Linked DNA regions of Mus musculus: region 1 is linked to region 2. Evidence: chromatin contacts called from public Micro-C data. All regions are on one chromosome and are shown on one strand. The core of a region is the stretch at or near the end of the contact, and the rest is flanking DNA. Distances in the headings are between cores, read along the strand shown.

What was found. Hi-C and Micro-C count contacts between places; a contact is called where the count stands out from the background.
Region 1: a Micro-C map of trophoblast stem cells shows a contact between it and region 2, with 3 times the contacts expected there. The contact joins two enhancer-like sites. A contact is called at or near these places in 1 of 15 datasets of contacts at CTCF or cohesin (embryonic stem cells), 7 of 484 Hi-C or Micro-C datasets (the C2C12 cell line, bone marrow-derived macrophages, cardiomyocytes and 4 more), 10 of 115 datasets of contacts at active chromatin or transcription factors (cardiomyocytes, differentiating embryonic stem cells, embryonic stem cells and 5 more) and 1 of 9 other capture datasets (embryonic stem cells).

The regions. Positions count from the first base shown.
Region 1 is chr16:33,713,174-33,715,873 of GRCm38.p6, forward strand. All of the region lies in intron 2 of Heg1 (heart development protein with EGF-like domains 1), which reads left to right. Among named protein-coding and RNA genes, the nearest start is that of Heg1, 30 kb to the left of the region's middle. Within about 2 kb of position 1,273, at least 131 of the 459 cell types and tissues checked have an H3K27ac peak or open chromatin away from gene starts, as enhancers often do. A contact at or near this core is called in differentiating embryonic stem cells and trophoblast stem cells, where this site is marked.
Region 2 is chr16:33,559,154-33,561,853 of GRCm38.p6, forward strand. All of the region lies in intron 4 of Slc12a8 (solute carrier family 12 (potassium/chloride transporters), member 8), which reads left to right. Among named protein-coding and RNA genes, the nearest start is that of Slc12a8, 42 kb to the left of the region's middle. Within about 2 kb of position 1,353, at least 194 of the 459 cell types and tissues checked have an H3K27ac peak or open chromatin away from gene starts, as enhancers often do. A contact at or near this core is called in differentiating embryonic stem cells and trophoblast stem cells, where this site is marked.

The DNA.
Region 1 (2,700 bases), core at 23-2,522, 150 kb after region 2:
GGACTTTAGTCAGAGAGCATACCCCAGAGAGCGCCTGAGGCCAATGAGGAAACAAACCTCTGTGGAAACAAGCCTCTGCCCTGTGTTTAAAGTTAGCCTGGCACCTTCTAGCCTACCCAGAAAGCTCGATAAACCTCTCCTACTGAATGGACTTCATGAGATTCTACTAACCCTTTCTGAGTCCGTGACTGACACGGGAGCTTTGGGGATGTAGGCCTAAGGAGGACCAGCAGGACCCGCCACAGCAGACTTGGAGTCAACCTGCCGTACCAGCCTGCTCAGTGAATGAGGACAAGCAATGGGGTCCTTGTTCAGGGGAAGAGTTCGTGATTTTTCTAGCAGTGTGACCTAGAGAAAAGCCCAACGCTTAAACCAGTCAGGTCTATAATGTCCCTCAGGAGATGTGCCTACGGACGATAAACCAAGGGCATGGTGGGAGGTTCTTTTGATCTGAAAGGTGGCAGCATTTGATGATCCATACATACTCAGTCTGTGTCGTCTGGGCCTCCTTTACTGCCACCTAGGAGCACGGTGTGTGGAGCTGAGTGTGTTTTTGCCAACTTGACACAAACTGGGAAGAGGATCCCTCAATTGAGAAAATATCTCCATCTGATTGTCCTGTGGGGCAAATCTGTGTGTTTGTGTGTGGGTGTGTTTGTGTGTGTGGTTTTTGTTCTGATTTGTTTTGTTTGTGTGGGTCCTGGTTCTGTAAGAAAGCAGGCTGAGGGGCTAGAGAGTTATCTCAGTGGTTAAAAAACACTGACTGCTCTTCCAGAGGTTCTGGGTTCAATTCCCAGCAGCCACATGGTGGCTCACAACCATCTGTAAGGGGATCCGATGCCCTCTTCCTTTGTGTCTGAAGACGGCTACAATGTACTTATATACGTAAAATAAATAAATTCATCTTTAAAAGAAAAAAGGAAAAGAAATCAGGTTGAGCAAGCCAGTAAGTAGCGCCCCCTCCATGGGTCTACTTCAATGATAAGCTTTTACCTAGAACTTTACAATAAAATAAGATAAACGTTCTTTATTTCCCGAGTTGCTCTTGGTCAGTATTTTATTACGGCAACAGAACACAGAGCAGAACAGACTGATCAGTACAGCACCTTCCACATCCTGGGTAGCCAGGAGTTAATCTGTTTCTGAACAGAATCTATCTTACAGCACCTAAGCACGCCCAGGACGATGAGCCAGGGGGCGTTGCTCTCCACCCTCTCCTGCCTCGCTGCCTCTCTAGACTTTCCGTGGTCTCTTTGACTGTTGGTCCTGGTGTGGGGGCGGGGCTATAAACAAAGCAACAAGTGGCCCCGCCCCGGTGAGGAGGGCGGGGAGGAAGCTCTGTTCTGAAGGCACAAATGTGTATGTTGAATTGTGTGAGAGTGACTACAATTCCGCACTAAATTTAGTGTGAGCTTCCTGGAAATGGGGGCACAAAGGGAAGCTGGGTGGAGCGTGGGATTGTTGTCGGACAGTCAGCATACCGTTTAGCCCATAGGCAGTGGGCGGGCAGTTCTTCCAAGAGGAATATTTATTTATGTAAGGGATTGCTGAAGATCATAATAGAAACTACTTTCAATTGCTGGTTTTGTGAGAGTCGTGCTAATGTCCTTTGAAGGTGACATTTTGTAGACTCGCTAAGAGCTGGGGCGGAATAATGGGTCTTGACTTATGGGAGTCTTTCCTGTGGGCAGTTGAGCTGTTGCAGTCCAGGTAAATGGCTTTGTGGTGATGTCACTTTTGTGAAGGGAGAGGACAGAAACGACGTGAAGGACTTTGGATGTAGTCTGCCTTGTTGTAATACCCGCTGCCTCTGCTTTACTTCTGAGAGGTTCTGGATAGCCGTCAAGGTTGAGCAGTGTGACAGAAAGTGACGCGTGCTCACACCAGGTGAGCAGTCGTTCCCTCTGTGGCCTGTTACAAACACTAGGAACTTAGCTCAGGCCTTGTCCCAGTGGGAGATGGCATTCCAATTTTTTTAAATTTTATTTTAAAATGTTTATTAGCGGAGGGGAGTGCATTTGCCACAGTGTATGGGAGCCAAAGAAAAACTGAAGAACTCAGTTCTTCTCCTGCCACCCATGGCACACAGGACCGAACTCCTGTCAAGGTTGGTAGCAAGGGCCTTTACTGCTGAGTCATCTTGCCAGATTCATTCATCCTTCCTTCCTTCCTTCTTTTTAATTTTCTATTTATTTTTGCTTTTGCTGAGGCTCAAAGTCTGAAGGTTTCTCATTTTCCTAACGCCAGCCTGTGGGTTCTTAGTTAGTGCCGCAGGTGCCCGTGTAGGATCCTAGGCAGTGCCTGTGGACAAGCTAAGCAAGCATCCTTCAACCCCTTTCTCAAGACAGGGTTTCTCTGTGTAGACCAGGCTGACCTTGAACTCACAGAGATCCTCCTGCTTCTGCCTCCCAAGTGCTAGGACTAAAGGCGTGTGCCACCACTGCCTGGCTCAAGCATTGCCTTTTTTTCTAGAGGCACTGCTTTGCAGAAGTGTTCACACACATTGTGTTGCTTTACCGTGAGGATTAAATGAGAATTGTCAATCGGGCAAATAGCACAAGGCCTGGGGCTTTGCCACTGCTTACTTGAGGACCGCTGTTTTGTTTTGTTGGGGGCAGGGTCTTACGCTGTAGTTGAGGTGGGCCTGGAACTTGCTGTGTAGACCAAACTGACTTCCAGCTCCTGATCTTCCTGCCTCAA
Region 2 (2,700 bases), core at 103-2,602:
AAGTTCTTATGTGTGAGTAATATATCTTGGTCATATCCACCCCCAAGACCCCTTCTAACAACCCTGAGACATCCCCGACACATCTTCCTCCCACCCTCACATCCGCTCTGGCTTCTGTATTGCTTTGGCAGCCCACTGAAGCCAGTTGTTACTTTCTGTTGAGTGGTGACTCCTGACTGTGTTGGCCTGGTCTTCTGCCGGTGGCCATAGCTGCTGTGGGTTCCCGAGTGTATTGATCGTGGCATGTCCAGAGGACAGTGCCCACAGTGCTCCTCCCCACCCACAGTACTCCTCTACACTCACAGTGCTCCTCCACACTCACAGTGCTCCTCCCCACCCACAGTGCTCCTCCACACTCACAGTGCTCCTCCCCACCCACAGTGCTCCTCCACACTCACAGTGCTCCTCCCCACCCACAGTGCTCCTCCCCACACCTGGGGCCTTCAATTCTTTCTGCCTCATCTGAGATGGTGTCTCAGCCTTGAGGGTGGGATGGAGGTCACATAGCTGTCCCATTTAGAACCGAGGACTCACTCAGTCATCAGTTCAGTCTCTTTGACCAGTTATGCGTCTCTGACCAAGATTACAGGGAGCACTGGTCTATATGTGTCACTATTTAGAAAGAAGCCTGACAATATGTCCACTTAGCAAAACCACACTGTGACAGATGCTGGGCAGGGTTGCTTCCCACCTCAGAGACGCAGAAGCAGCAGTCTGGAGAGAGGAGTAATTTCTAGGAACCCAGGCTTCTGCGGTCAGCCCCTTGCTGGTCTAGCAGAGAGGCAAAAATCTGAGTTATCAGACTTAGGTTCCTGTGTAAGGCCTATGCCCTAAGGCATGGACTTTTGCCTAGGTTTATAGTATATACGTGAGCTCTGTCCTGTGGAGCAGGGTGAACACGAACATTCTGGCTGCTCCTCTGGAGTGTGAAGTCAGCCCACATGGTGGCTAAGAAGGACAAGGCTTGGATCTTTCAGAATTGCTCAGCACTGGCTTACAGAGACAGGCAGTACATATTTGCATGGAGAGAGCCCACGAGGAAAGGTAGCCAGACTGCATGGCCTTTTTTGTCCCTGCAGGAGCGGTCGGCTAGTCTGTAGCCGCCATAAGGGAGGCCTCCATGCCCTTACTGTGAGACCCCTGTCTTGCACCCCATTTTTAGCACCCTGCTTCAGTCCTGGAACGGGAACAGGGGCCAGGTTACCACTGTGGCATTACCTTCCCAACCAGCTCCTGCCCCTTGTGGTGGACACCAACGCTGCAGGCTTTGTCTCCAAGTGGTTTCCAGGCTGTGGGGCAAGGCCTGCCTGGAGGGCCGGCCTTGCAGTGCCCTCCGTGGCCTCTGTGTGGAGTTGCAGTCTGTGTTCTCTCGGGACCTCTGGGCAGGATACCTCGCCCCAGGGCAGCTCACTCAGCCCTTCTCCCTTCCACAGTCCTAGGAGGAAACACCCACTCCTGTGTGTGGATTGCTTCTCCAGAGCTGGTGTTTATGTTTTTGTTCACCAAGGACTGTCATGCACACACTCTCAAGTGACACTGGACAGGGCTGGGCAGGGTTACTTGAGAGATGCCGAAACAGCAGCCGGGAGAGGGGACGTTGGTTCTGAGAGCGCCGCTGTGCAGCTAGCTCCCAGCTGGTCCAGCAGAGAGAGGCAAAGTCTGGGAGTAGGCAGAGAACTATTTCAATGAGGGCCTGACTTTCATTCCAGCCTTGGTCCCCATGGCCCTGCCTGCCCCTAGCAGTGCTGGCAGAGTCCGAGGGAAGCAGGGAACACCCTAAGCTCTGGTTCAATGCTAGACCTCTGTCCACCTGTATTTTCAAACTGCATGGGGTTGGGGATCCCTGCCCGGTGTCCTCTGCTCCTACAGGCTTCCGCATGGCCTTCTTCAGAGATGGGCAGTGAGGTGTAGTGTGGGACAAAGACTATGGGTCCCAGTGTTCTGCTCCCAGAAACCTGGGGATAGAAAGTCCCCTAACCCATTGGTCTGGAGTGTGCTGAGAGCATAGCGCCCATCTTTGTTCCAAACCTCTCACTTGACTGGTGCTCAGCCAAGGCTTGAACTCACAGATCTTTGCTGTGTGTGTGTGTACATATGTACGTATTTGAGGAACCGGGGAGAGGGACACTCTATATGTATTATCCTAGTCACCCTTGAAACACCTAGTGGGGGCCGTGAGGTAACAATGCCCACTTTATAGACAAGGGAGTGGAGACTCCAAAGAGCTGGTCCAATTTTCCTAGATTGTGTAGTAAGTGGCTTGGCTAGTATGACCTCAGAGGCGCCATGTGCCATCAGGTAGAGGTAGGGTCTCTATACTGCTTCCATTCTTTCAGATCAAGAGGGTCTGAGAGCCTGAGTTCTCAGCCAGCCTTCTCTTGTGGGGGTCAGATGGTCAGAGCCAAGCCCCTAGAGGGGTAAACAAGAGATGAAATAGAAGCCTGTGAACAACACCAGGCAGGGTGGTGACAAAGACATGCTCTCCCAGTGCCACTAGGAACTGAGATCTCGGACAAGCTCAGCCAACAAGTGCTAGATTCAGGTCCAAAGTCCGGCAGGTTTATTGTCAGGCCACCGAGGTCACTCCCCACGTAGCCTGCCTCTCACCCCTGGGTTCTCCAGCAGCTGCCTTCTTCCTGGAAGGCGGGGTGATACAGCAGGTGGCTCCACACTGGTCCTCTGCATTGAGCCCGAGGGCAG